Regions from separate parts of the Mus musculus genome. Here region 2 is linked to region 1. The links are chromatin contacts, called in public Hi-C maps. All regions are on one chromosome and are shown on one strand. The core of a region is the stretch at or near the end of the contact, and the rest is flanking DNA. Distances in the headings are between cores, read along the strand shown.

Region 1 (6,859 bases), core at 2,366-4,865:
TTTTTTTCTTGCTTTAGGTCAGTGCTGGGCATTCAGTAAATCTTATGGAATGAGTGAATAAATTAATAGACAGATGAATGAGGCTAGAAACACAGTGGTCTGGCTGAATCACACAAGGGAAGGAAGCATTCTGGGTTAGACAATGTATGGGAGAATTCTCAAAGCAAACACAACAACTCCTAACACACTGTAGCCAACATCATGCATGCGACTATATTTTATTAGAAAATTTTAAAAGCATACCTATTCTAAATGAATAAACTTATTTAAAAAGGGGGGATAAAATTTCAGTTCTTGGATAGATTTCCTATAGAGATACGCTCTATTACTGTTAAGTATCTGACCTGCCTACACAAAGCATGTTTCTTCCCCCTTAAAACCCAAGTTATTCAAACACAGACTTCTTTAAGACAGGATTTTGCTTTGTAGCTCAACTAGCCATTTAGGCGTCAGAGGACTGAAATTACAAGATGTCACGTGCCACCACAGCTGGCTTAAATTTAGGTGTGAGTGAGTGTGTGTGTGTGTGACTGCATATGTGAGTGTGTATGAGTGACTGTATATGTGAATGTATGTGAGTGTATGTGAATGTGTGTGTGTGAGTGTGTATGTGAGTGAATGTGTATGGGTATGTTGGGTGTGGGGGAGTGTGTATTGTAAGCATGTTTGTGTGAGATTTTGTGTTATGAGTGTGTGAGGTATGTATATATGTGTTTGAGTGTGTGAGTGTTTGTGTGTGTTGTGTGTGAGTGTGTATAAGTGTGTGTTGTGAGCATGTATATGTGTGAGTGTGTGTGCATGCGTATATGTTGTGTGTGAGTGTGCATGTGTGTGTATATGGGTGTGTGTTGTGAGCATGTGCACGTGTGTGTGTTTGTGTGCACACATGTGCATGTGGTGCACACAGGACAGAGGGGACATCAGCTGTCTTGCTGAATCGCTTTTCAATTACTCCCTGAGGCAGGAGTTCTCACTAACCCAGAGCTAGGCTAGCCACCAGTAAGTCCCAGGCATCCTCCTGTTGCAGCGCCTCAGCACTAGGGTTACAGGAGCACAATACCTCGGACAGCTTTTTATTTGTTTGCCAGGGATATGAACTCTGGTCCTCGCGCCTGATCAGTAAGGGTAAAGACTCTCACCGGCTTAGCTATCTCTCTAGTACCAATAATTTTTAAATAACGTTTTATGTATCTCTAAAAATACAGTATGTTTCCTGTTGGAGAAAAGTGAACAGAAAAATGTAGTTGGTAGTATTGGTGGTGCTGTTGCTGTGGCCACTGATGATGGTGATGATAATGATGATATAACACAGGCTACTTTCTCTGTAGTCTAAGCTGGACTTGAATTCACTAGTAGCCTCGGCTGGCCTCATTTTCACTGAAACCCTCCTGCCTTAGCCTCTGAGTGCGGGGATAACAGGCATTTGCCACCACACCTAACAAAACAATTGTCCAGAATTGGGGAAATTTCTTGATAGCAGGATAAATTGCTGTCTCAACATCAAAGACGACTGCTACGGAAAATCCTCACTTGGAGGAAGCTGTATTATGATAGAATTTGTTCCCCTTTCAGTTCTCAGCTGGCGTTTGACAAGAACAACCTGTAGAGGGCGTCCTTACACCAAGAGCCATGGAGGTCTGAGCAATACTACGGAAGAAAAACCTTCAACGAAAACCACATTCCAAGTCAAAAAGAGTCTATTGTGTTGCGAAATTATTACCTGTAACTGAATGACACTGTTTTTACAATATTAAAGGGTTATAAGTTTGCCTAATATAGTAAAACATTATATAAATTAATATTCACTGCAACAATTAATTAATAAAATAGAATGTTGGGAAAAGATCCTTTTTTGTTTGTTTTTTGTTGTTTTTGTTTTTGTTTTTTTGAGACAGAGTCCCAGGTAGCCCAGGCTGGCTTCAAACTCCATATGTCGATTAGTATTAACAATGAGCTCCTGATGCCTCTGCCTCTACTTCTTTAGCCCCCAGATTACAGCCTGTGCTACCACAACCAGTTTAAATGTTTTGTTTTAAAGAAAGAGTAGATGTTAAGCTTTTTTGAGGCAAACCGTCTTAATTGTGATTTGCAAGAAGGGGCTTTGAAGTTAGAGCGATCGTGATTTGAATTCCTACTCTTGTCACTCACCAGCTGAATATCTGCGGTCAATTTACTAGACTTTTAAAGCTTTGGTTCCCCATCAGTAAAATGAGAGTAGTAACAGTAGCTGCCTGAGAAGAATTTTTAAAATGAAGCTTCATGGAGTTCACAGTCACAATGGACAGTCTTCGTGTCTAACTCCCAAACACAATACCTTCCTACCAATCTGTTAGATACCTACACAGATTTCACAGTTTTAACACATGTTTCTTCTTCTTCTTCTTCTTCTTCTTCTTCTTCTTCTTCTTCTTCTTCTTCTTCTTCTTCTTCTTCTTCCTCTTCTTCTCCTCTTCCTCCTCCTCCTCCTCCTCCTCCTCCTCCTCCTCCTCCTTCTCTCCTCCTCCTCCTCCCTTCCCATTCCTCCTTCTTTTAAAAAAATATGCTTGTGACCTAACATTTGTTGAACATGTACGCGTCCAAGTCCGGCTTCTATTCTGTAGTTTCTGTTTTTGCCATCCCCTGCTGAGAGACCCACCGCTCTACAAAGGACAGAAGGGAACACAGCCCAGCGCCAGAGTCTAGATCCTTGGGGGGCATTTGCTAGAAAGCCACTGGGTGCAAAAAAAAAAAAAAAAAAAAAAGTAAACAAAGCTTTTCCGGGGTCTGAAAACTTTCTGTGTTTTTGAAAAACCATTTGTTTCTGCTTTCTCTGTACGTTCAAGGAGGCAGGCAAAAAAGCCTTCCGTGCAGAGGTAATGCTGCAAGCCGCCGCTAGCTAAGTGCTCTCCCACCAGACCCTCAGTCTTACCCTCAAGCGCCTAAGATTTCAGAGACTGGGCGTGAGCCTCCTAATGTTTTCCCCCAAATCCAATTTTAAGGGGAGTCCTACCGTCGTAGAGCAGGGATGGGGGGAAAGGGATTACAGCTATCATCGAGGTCCTAGGGAACTATTCCGGGTGCAACTGGGTTATCAAGAAGACAAACCACGCCACCTGTCGGGTGTCTGTCCAGTGCAGAAATAAATGAACGTCCTGCGAGGACCAGCGCCTGCAGTAGCCCGACTAGCCTGTGGAGTCTCAGTATTTAACTTCCTAGGAGAGAGAGAGCGAGAGCGCAAACTGTCAGCTAGAGAAGTCAGAGTTTGCAGACAGGCACACAGAGATGCAGTCTGAAATGTAGTTCGAAGAGAAAGGGTGGGCTGGCTATGTGCTTTCCGTTAGCTCCACTGTTAAACGGAATTTATCTTTGACCACGAATCGAGCCCAGATTTTTTTGTTTGTTTGTTTATAGCACCCCGGCCATCCACACGTGTCTCTTCGGGCGGCAGGAGGCCTGAGTGATGACCCAGAAGTCCCTTTGGGTGTGTTTCTTGGTTGTGTCCCCGTTTTCATTCACCTGGCGCAGGCGAGCGGGGTCTACCGGGTACCGCGGCCCCGCCCCCGCGGCTCCGCAGCGCTCCCTAGTGGCGACCGCCTGCACACCACCGGCCGCTCTCAGTGCTCGCCTTTTGCCAGCAGTTCCCGCGGTTCCTCCCTCTCGAGTGTGCTCCTCTAGCTGCTGGCGCTGTGGGACGTGCTGGCATTGCCAGCTTTGCCAGCATCGTGTCTCTGCGTCCCCCTCTCCCTCCAGCCCCCACCTCTTTCTACGCGGCCGCGCATCCACTCCCTCCTTGCTCCCTCCTCTCCAGCACTCCCAGGCTCACTCGCAACGGAGACTGGAGACTTGCACGCCCAGTCGTTTAAGTAGGAACAGCTCCAGCCCCGCCAGCTGCAGCCAAGGCGAGAACTTCACAAGCAGCACAGGTTGGGTCGCTGCGGCAGGAGTTGCACCACCAGCGAGAAGGTCCTGAGCACCATGGCTCGGAGAAGAGCCTTCCCTGCTTTCGCGCTCCGGCTCTGGAGCATCCTACCTTGCCTGCTCCTGCTGCGAGCGGATGCAGGGCAGCCACCTGAGGAGAGCTTGTACCTGTGGATCGACGCCCATCAGGCTAGAGTGCTCATAGGTAAGGTCCGGCATCTGCACCTTCCCAGTGGTCCTCAGTTTTTCCATTAGAGCGGAGACACGTGCACCGAGTGTGTTTTAAAACAACTTCAAGGGTGACTGCCCCCTCTTTTTAAAAATCAGGATTCTCTATTTAGAGGCTTATGAGATTTTTTTCTCAAAAAAGCAAAGCCGACCCAACATCCCAGCCCTGCTGTTGCTAGTCCTGACTGCAGATTTGTAACAGGAATCCAGCGGTGGCACCCGCTTACTTCACTGTAAGCACTTTTTTTTTTTTTTTTTTTTTTTTTTTTTTTTTTTTTTTTTACCACAGAGAGAGGAAAAATAACTCTGGTACTGTTGTTGGTATCAAAGGCAGGTGCTTTATGAAAAGCAGTGACCTGCACTGGTTCCCAGGGGTTTTGCTTTCTACATGAAACGTCTGTTTCTTAGAAACGCAACTAGTTTGATAGGTTTGTTTATTATTTACACAACAGGATTTGAAGAAGACATTCTGATTGTCTCGGAGGGGAAAATGGCCCCCTTTACACATGATTTCAGGAAAGCCCAACAAAGAATGCCAGCCATTCCTGTCAATATCCACTCCATGAATTTTACCTGGCAAGCTGCGGGGCAGGTAAGTTCTGATAACAGAGCGGTAGAGAAAAGGCACTCTTTTGTATTTCAATTCTCCCGTGGCCCATAGTAATAATAATGGTGTGTGATGTAGCTCCGGTGGCCCGTAGTAATAATAGTGGTGTGATGTATACCATTTAAAATTCCATACAAGTTCTTGCCTGGTTGCCAGAGCACACAAGGGATCAGTTCCAATGTATTTAAAGTTGCCAAGTAAATGGAGAACTCTAAGGGTCAATGTACTCACGATCATTACTTTAATAAGATTTGGTATCCTGAGGTTTTGAGTATAAAGACCCCAAATATCCATATCATGGTGTTTCTGTAATCACTGATATTAAAACATTAACAAAGTATTTAGAAGACTTTCAATACTAACTGATAATCATTTGTGATGGGATTCATACTTCACAACAAAATAAGTTCGTAGGTATTCTTGACATGAATTTTAGAAGGCTGATATGCTGAGTGCTGCAGATACCACACATTTCTTGTAGAAGTTCAGAGACTCAAAAAAAGTAATATAAAATTATGAAAAATAAAGACTACTGATTTTCTGAAGCGACCACTCAAAATGCTTCCCTATGGAAATAAAAGAGAAAAAAGTCTATGTCACCAAAGCGTTCCTCTCAGTACTTAGCATGCAAGGCCTTCTAAGTTACCTTTTATAGATCTGCAGGACTGTATTAATGTCCTCTGATTTGGGAAGGGTAGGATGTTTGTGTGACTTTAAAATTGTCTAGAGGACAAGTGCACAGGATAAATTCTGCTCATTAGTTGGTAAAAATGTGTCTGCTATGAAAACTATTGTAACTATAATTAACTGCACATTTTCAGGTTTTTTTTTTTAATTCTAAAATTACTTAAATAGCCATTTTCAAGAAGGATGCAATCAAGAAAACACTTTATAAAAAGCAACCATGCTAAATCAGGAAACCACATTGGTGCCCTGCAACTGCCTATTACACTGCAGTCATGACCACTTCAGCTGTCTTTTTATCCTCAAGTTTGTTCTATTTTTAAAAGAATCTTTTAAAAATAGATCTCATCCAGACTGTCTGTGTTCCTTCTGCTCCGTGGTTTTTTTGTTTTTTGTTTGTTTGTTGTTGTTGTTTTGTTAAATGATGTTTGGTAGATCCAGGTCAGACATTTGATGGTCCCGTTTGCACAGAGAAGTTGATTGAAGCCTCTGTTGTTTTTGTTCCTGCCTGCAATCCTCTCTTCGTAGATACTTGATGTGCAGTGTTGTTTGGTACATTGGGAAATCACTAATGAGTAACTGGGCTTTCATGTTTTCCTTTTCTTTCACCCAAATCTGTTTGCTGGTGTTGACCACTTGTTATTGCGCTCAACAGCCTATATTTTAAAGATGCTTTTTCATAATAATGTTAGAAAGTAGCTTAACCCCTACCCTGCCAGATGAAAGGGGTTCGTAACTGAAGAATGGTAGAAAATGCCAAGCTCCCTTACACACACACACACACACACACACACACACAGAGAGAGACACAAAGAGAGAGACAGAGAGACAGAGACAGACAGAGACAGAGTCTTTCAAAGAATTAAAAGCAAAGGCTGCAATTCCATGCTACCTTGTGCATTGCCTTGTAGCACACATATCTGTAAAAGGGATTGGCATAGTGAGCAGTCTTAGGGCTGTGTTTTGGAGGGGTTGGGGAAAGCTAGAGCCATCTAAGGACCTCTAGTATTTTGTTCCTTCCTGCTTGAGGTTGTGTTGATTAAATATATGGCTCATCTCTTTGGGCAGAACAACAGTTAGCGCTCCAGCAAGTGACTTTGTTCACCAGGGAGAGATAACAATGTTACCCCTTCAGTAAGTGACTTTGTTCTCTATGGAGAGGTAACTCCAGGCCATTACTCGGAATCCGCGTGTAGCATGGATAGAACTTCCCAAAGCTGAAAGAGGTGTGTTTTAAATCTTATTTAAATATAACTAATTTTGCTCCCTAAAATAATGTGACTCCGGCAGCACACATTTTGACATGCCAGGGGAATTCGAAGACGGGGAAAAATGATGACTTCAATATCAATTAAGTATTTTGAAAGGCATCCATAGCTTATGCCAAACCACATCGCAACATGAAAAATGAAAAGTTCATCCCATTATCTAGTTATTTAATCC
Region 2 (6,859 bases), core at 3,106-5,605, 47 kb after region 1:
GTGCACAATTCTTTATTGTAACAGATAGTTGGAAGTCATATTTTTTTTGTGGTAAACGCCATGGTGGGAACTACTAATTTTTTTTTAAAAATGTATTAAGCTGCTCAAATGCCAACAGTACGTGCCTAAAGGCCATACCTATTATGTGGCCGTGTGGCTGATTCACTGCAATCTCATCAAGGTAGGTTATTAACTACATAAACTACTTTGCCAATTTCAAAAGTGAAAACTGGCTTTTTCTCACTGTTCTTTAATTTGGCTTTTAAATTTTCCTACCCAGATAGAGCATCTTCCTTGATTTTAGTAGACTATGTGTAATCTCAGCGCAGCCTACTTTTTTTTTTTATTGAGATAATAGTGGTTTTATTAGTTTTTATTTGGGACGTATAAACTTGGTTTCCTTATCTTTTACCACTTTTTTCAAGTTATTGTTTATTTTATTTATTATGTATTTATTTGTTTGTTAGTGGGAGAATTCATGCTGCCAAATTTCTCTTTTCCCTTTGCAATTGTCCCCATTTCTTTTGTGTTTCAAAATTAAGTCCCATTTCAGAAAGCTGCCAAGTGATCAATTAAACGTACTTCTAGTATCCCATGAAACTTTGTTTTGGCACACGATGAAAGAAGAGCGGGAGCCTGTGTTGTTCTTCTTGGTCATCCGAGAGGTCCTCCTGCTGTGCCCATACATCTCCACGCATGGCATCAGCCATGCCGGTGGCTTTACAGCGTTTGTTTTTTGTTTGTTAGTTTTTTGAAATAAGTAATGGTGACCCTTATTTCTAACGTCATTCTTTTGGGAATGTTAAGTAATTCGTCGGCTGTCAAGCGAGAATCCCTTCAGGAGCTAACTTGAACCTGTAGAGTGATTAGAAAATGAGGCCCCTTTACAGAAACTGGGTTGCTACGGTCTGCCGCCCTTTCCAGAGGATCTGCGGTGTGGCACGCTACTGTGAGACTGGAAGGTAGCCTGGTGTGGCATGCTACTGTGAGACTGGAAGGTAGCCTTTCTAGATCCCGGGCGAGGAGGATCTTAGTTCCTTGCAGTCATCTTCCCAGTGCTGATGTGTGCTAGCAGCAGCTTCCCAGGGAGATGTGAGACCCAGTGCAATTGCTGCAAGACCCAGGGCATTCGCTGCCCAACTAACGGCACAGGAGAAGGAGCGAGACCCAGGGCATTCACTGTGAGAGAGACCCAGGGCATTCGCTGCCCATCTTCATGGGAGAAAGAGTGAGGGTTTGTATTCTGGAGATTCTAGTGCCTGAGATCCTACTCCAAGCACACAGATGCTTCCATTCCACTAAGATGGCACCCTCGGCGGGACTTTACTACCTCATCTAAACAGCAAGCTCCCAGCTCTGTAAGTTCTTGGGATCCAGTCACCACCTGCGCTCCTGCCAAGGGATGCAATGATGCTTCTTTTTAGCCAAAGATAATTCTGTATAAAATTTTTTCTTGATCAGTACCCCCCCCCCTTTTTTTGAGACAGGGTTTCTCTGTGCAGCCCTGGCTGTCCTGGAACTCACTCTGTAGACCAGGCTGGCCTCGAACTCAGAAATCCGCCTGTCTCTGCCTTCCAAGTGCTGGGATTACAGGCATGCGCTACCACTGCCTGGCCCTCTTTTTTTTTTTTTTTTTTTAAGAAGCTAAGAATGAACACTTAGCATGTTTCTCAGTATTCAACTTATATTTTTCATTTTTTCCCTTTCCTTTTTCTGATTGGTAAAACTCATATGTAAGCTCATGGGAACTCATTAAAATTCATCAGCTCAGCTCATTACGTGGCTATTTCGGCTGAGCCTCCAATAAAACTCAAATCATTTCTAACTCCGTGCTTGCATCTGACATCTGCCTAACTTTAACCACTTGGGGTGTCTGGTAAAAGGGTTCTTACTAAAATTCTACTTTTTGGAGCTAGCAACACATCAAATATTGGGTACACATTGAAAGAATACCTTCACTGGAAATATTTACATTCAACATCACTTTCTAATACTATGAAATCTAGAAAAATAACACTTAGAAGCCAGAGAGATGTCCCTACTGGGAAAGTGCTTGCCACACAGATCTCAGGCAAAAAGCTGAGTTTGGCAGTGCCCAACTATCATCCCAGCACTGGAGAGCCTAGAACAAGAGGATCTTTAGGGCTCGCTGGCCAGCCAAGCTAGCCAATTGGCAAGCACCATCTCCAGTGAGAGGCCTTGTCTCAAAAAGTATGAAGGAGGGCAAACAGGAAAATAGCTGATATCAACTGCTGGCCCCTACACACACACACACACACACACACACACACACACACACACACACAAATAATAAAATTAAATTTAGAGAGAAAAGCAGATGCCACTTGGAATAAAGAGAGATTTAAAAGGGAACAGGCATTTTTTGGGGGGGTACAGAGTGATACCCCACATGGACATACTCCACTCAGCCTGCATTTACCTTTCACGTTGGTGTGTGCATGTATGTATGTATGTATGTGTGTGTGTGTGTGTGTGTGTGTGTGTATATATATGTATATATATATATATATATATATATACATATATATATACATATATATATATTTCTTTTCCCCTTTTCATTTAGAAGCATATGTAGGGTTTGTTTGCAAAGCCGCAGGTGCGAGAAGTTTATAGGGATCTCAGATCATTGCGGGGCAGCGATTCGTTAGCCTCATTAGCTCGGTCACCACAGTAGGAGAAGCAAAGGGACCTTGAATTATTAAAAAGTAACCAAATCAGCGTGCTTTGCTCCTGAGCATCCAGGTAGCTTTCATTACGGCACCGGGCTGTTTTATACCCCAATCTGCTAAGCTGGTCTTTTATCCCATAGGAGCCTTTGTGCCTGGACATCTCTTGATCTTTAACAGTTATGAAGTGCCTGCCTTCTGGCACTTGAAGAGAACGAAAACAGGAAACACAAACTGTGGAGTGGTTCAGTAAAATTACTGAGTTATACGCATATTTTTTCCCCCATAAAGCCAAGGCCATGCCTCTTTGAACACTCTGTCATGGCGTGAACAGCACAATGTCTTAGGGATCCAGTGTGTAGAGGTTTTTAAGTGTGTGCTAACGTTGGAGGGACACCTTCCTGATTTCTCTGGGCCAGGAAAAATGGCCAGTGTTTGCTGAGAGACTGAGAGTTACAGCAGCTTGAAGCATTGAGTACTTAGGTTGGAAAAAGCCTTATATCCATGTACATGTGTGCATGTGTGTTCCTGGGGGAAGGGGGCGCTGCGTGCTAGAGCACATGTGTGTGTATGAGTGTGGAATTCAGAAAACAACCTCGGGTGTCACCCACAGGAACACTGTCCACTTGATTTGAGAGAGGCATTGCCCTAGAGTTCACAAATTAGGCTCTGTTACCCAGCCAATAAGCATCCAGAGATCCTCCTATCCCTGCTTCCCCCATGCCGGGGTTACAAGCACGGGCCACCATACCCAGCATTTAAAAACATAATAGTTTTTGTTAGTTCTTTGAGAATTTCATGGCACTTGTTTTCATATTTACACCCAGTCCCGCAGTTTCTCCCCAGGGCACCCCTGCCTATCCACCTACCCAATTTCTTGTTCTCGCCCACTCTACGTATACATATACATATACATACATGTACATACATGTACACATACACATACATGTCCATCAAGGCTAACTTGTGAGCCCAGCTTCATACCCCCGTCCCTGTGCTGGAATCTTTGTCTGACTTGAGCTTGCATAGGTCTTTGCGCTCACTGTCACAATCTGAGTTTGTGTGTAGGGCTGCCCTGCGGTGTCAGGAAAGCAGCTTCCATGTAGACAACCACCATTCTGGCTCTTACAGTCTCTCTGCCCCCTCTTCCCAGGAGGTCTCCGAGATGTGAGTGGATTCCACTCACGCTGAGCTCTCTAGCCCTCTGCTCTCTGTAGTAGACTACAGGAAGCACTTGAGCAGACCCAGCATTTGCACTGGGTTCTGAGGATCAGACGCAGGTCTTCATACTCACAAGGCAACCACTTTACTGACTGAGCTCTCTCCCAAGCCCTCGTCTAACCAGGGAACAGGTTATAATTCTGTGATGCTGAGATTGAATCCCTGCTGCCCCTCAGCTTCTTCCTTCCCTTAAGGGAAGTAGATCAAACGACAGGATGCTCTGGGGCAAGGAGTATGCCCACGCGCTCGTGGAAGGAGTGTTCAGCCAGAATAAGTCTTCATTTACTTCTCTATAAGTCCGTTTATGTGCAGTCAACTGTGTATCAAGGCATACTTGAACACCACTCAAGTGACTCATAGTTTTTCTAAACTGGTCTCTTTCAGCCCGCTCTAGATTACACAGTGCAGCCTGCACTGGATTGTACATCGTCTGGCTTTGTTTTATTCAGCCTTTGGTAAAAAGCAGACCTCTATACGCAGGCGTATCCTCACTGAAGGACATGGCTCTGTTTCTAACTCTTGGCAATGCCAGGGCCTGCAAAGGAACTTTTGTTTTGCAATCACACAAGGAAGATTGTATGACCAGGTTGTGTGCTGGTGGGAGCAATTCCCAGCTCTCTTCTTCTAACTCTAGGAGGAAGGAATAGCCATCGGCCAAAGGGGACAGGTCTGCTCTGGTTTAATAAGACGAGTTCAGGCTCGGTAGCTGTGCCCACCATGCAGAGCTCTACGTACACTTATGACAGTATTTGCATTTGCTTGCTTGCTTGTTTATTATTTATCTATTTAAGGCAGAACTGGAGTTTAGTTGTCAGCTAGACGGGTCTTCCTCAGTGGGTGGTGTGATAAGCCACTATATTCTGGAAAGTTCTATAATCAGTCTCATGTACAGTAGTCAACATCTGATTAGCCCATATCACCTTGTGAATGTGACTATGATGAAATCTTTTAGCCTCTTCATCTTTGTTGTGCAGAAACATTGTAAGTTGCTACACCCTGCCTTCTGGCTTTGTTGTCGACATCTGGACAGGACAAGTACCCAACAGACATGCAAGGGACTGCACGTCGAGAAGCTAACTCAGGAGACGTGGCCTATCCGCTCATTAGCTTAGCACACCAAACACTGCATTACATGAATGTGTATCTTGAGAAAGAGGAAACCTGGTTGACTCAGTCACTACTGGAGTCCAGGCTGAAATGCAGACTATCTTCAGAGAATTCGTGTTGATACTTTCAAACCAGAAGAATAAAAATATAAACAAGGAGCTATTGTTCCAAGGGCTCATTTAATGGAAATTATGTTACATTATATGTTATGCCTGTTTCTGGCTCTTTGGGGATGGTAATTATTCCTGTAAATGTCTCATTTTAATGAATAAATGTATGCTTCCTTTTTGTGTCTTTAATTTCCAGACCAGAAAAAAATTTTTTTTTTTAAATTTTTTGAGAAAGGATTTTTCTGTGGAGACCTGGCTGGCCTTGAACTCACAGAGATCTGCCTGCCTCTACCTCTCACGGGCTAGGATTTTTAAAAACTTCCTTTAAATAAACAAAATAAACAAAACCTTTTTAAGGTATGAAAACTGGTGCACCCCCATGCTTTGTAAGTTTTACAAAGAATGCCCGAGTAATCAAAACACCTCTCAACTCTCAACTCCAGTGGTGAGACATGAAAATCACAGAATTGTAAACCTTTTGCTTCCTCTTGCTCTCTCTTCTTGTGATTTCTGCAAAACCAGAGTTGATTGGCTAAACTGACTTCACGGGCTCTCTTTTCCTTTTAGTTGTTCAAGTTGGTTTCCCGTGTCTCGGCAAACAAGACGGGGTAGCAGCATTTGAAGTGAATGTGATTGTCATGAATTCTGAAGGCAACACCATCCTTAGGACCCCTCAGAATGCCATCTTCTTTAAAACATGTCAACAAGGTGAGCACCGATGCTGCTCAAGAGAAAGCTTTGGAAGTGAGAATGAGGCTTTTTTTGTTGTTGTTTGTTTGTTTCCTTTTCTTTTTATACTTTGTATACTTTTGTATACTTTGTAGGGAGCAGTAGTGTCTTAGTTAGGATTTTGCTGCTGTCAACAGACACCATGACCAAGGCAACTCTTATTAAGGACAACATTTAATTGGGCCTGGGTTCAGGTTCAGAGGTTCAGTCTATTATCATCAAGACGAGAACATGGCAGCATCTAGACAGGCATGGTACAAGAAGAGCCGAAAGTTCTACATCTTGTTCTGAAGGCTGCTAGAAGACTGGCTTCCAGGCAGCTAAAATGAGAGTCTTAAAGCCCAAACTCAGTGACACACCTACTCCAGCAAGGCCACACCTACTCCAACAAGGCCACACCCCCTAATAGTACCACTCCCTATACTAAGCATATACAAACCATTACAGGTAGTAAACACATTGTCCATTAACAAGTACTAAGATTTTCTCCAGTTTTGACACCACACAGGAACCTTAGGGATTCCAGTGTGTTATCAAAGCATGGGCTCTTCTTTCCCCTTTTCTAACAGAGCATTTAGAAGTCCCCAGGTATATCTTACCTACAGGCACAGACTTCCCAGTTTCTTCTTCCAGTTCCCCATTGAAGGCATCAGCCGCCACCAACATTCCTGCCCTGTTGAAAGCCACACTACCCATGTCCCTGCTGAATGCTTGGCACAGTTCACAGCCACAGAAGGTACAAAATCATGATGACACAACGGTCCTGCCAGGCAGGGCCTCCACACCTCATTGCTTTACCCTGGGTGTCCACTCACCACAGGGCATAGCTCCTTTTCCCTTCCAGCAGTACCTTGGAGCCAGTCCATGCTCTAAACGAATACAAATATAGCCATCTGCTCTCTGGCAGTGAAATTAACACGCCTCACTCCTCTGGTGTGAATTTAAAGAGTTAATATATGTCTTGGTTAGGGTTTCCATTGCTGAGATGAAGTACCGCCACCC

Evidence for each region. A called contact is a pair of places that touch in the nucleus more often than the background predicts.
Region 2: a contact with region 1 is called in a Hi-C map of Sertoli cells, with 3 times the contacts expected there. The contact joins the enhancer-like site here to the promoter of Wif1 in region 1. A contact is called at or near these places in 5 of 39 promoter capture datasets (frontonasal cranial neural crest, liver, pre-B cells and 1 more), 6 of 484 Hi-C or Micro-C datasets (the HL-1 cell line, Sertoli cells, embryonic stem cells and 3 more), 3 of 115 datasets of contacts at active chromatin or transcription factors (embryonic stem cells, hepatocytes and stem cell-derived neural progenitor cells) and 3 of 9 other capture datasets (adipose tissue, liver and pancreatic islet).

Annotation. Positions count from the first base shown.
Region 1 is chr10:121,030,389-121,037,247 of GRCm38.p6, forward strand. Wif1 (Wnt inhibitory factor 1) reads left to right here and starts at 3,616. Exons shown (of 10, transcript NM_011915.2): 1 at 3,616-4,102; 2 at 4,578-4,717. The coding sequence starts at 3,955.
Region 2 is chr10:121,076,431-121,083,289 of GRCm38.p6, forward strand. It overlaps Wif1 (Wnt inhibitory factor 1), which reads left to right. Exons shown (of 10, transcript NM_011915.2): 4 at 5,696-5,836. Among named protein-coding and RNA genes, the nearest start is that of Wif1, 46 kb to the left of the region's middle. Within about 2 kb of position 4,356, at least 7 of the 459 cell types and tissues checked have an H3K27ac peak or open chromatin away from gene starts, as enhancers often do. A contact at or near this core is called in Sertoli cells, where this site is marked.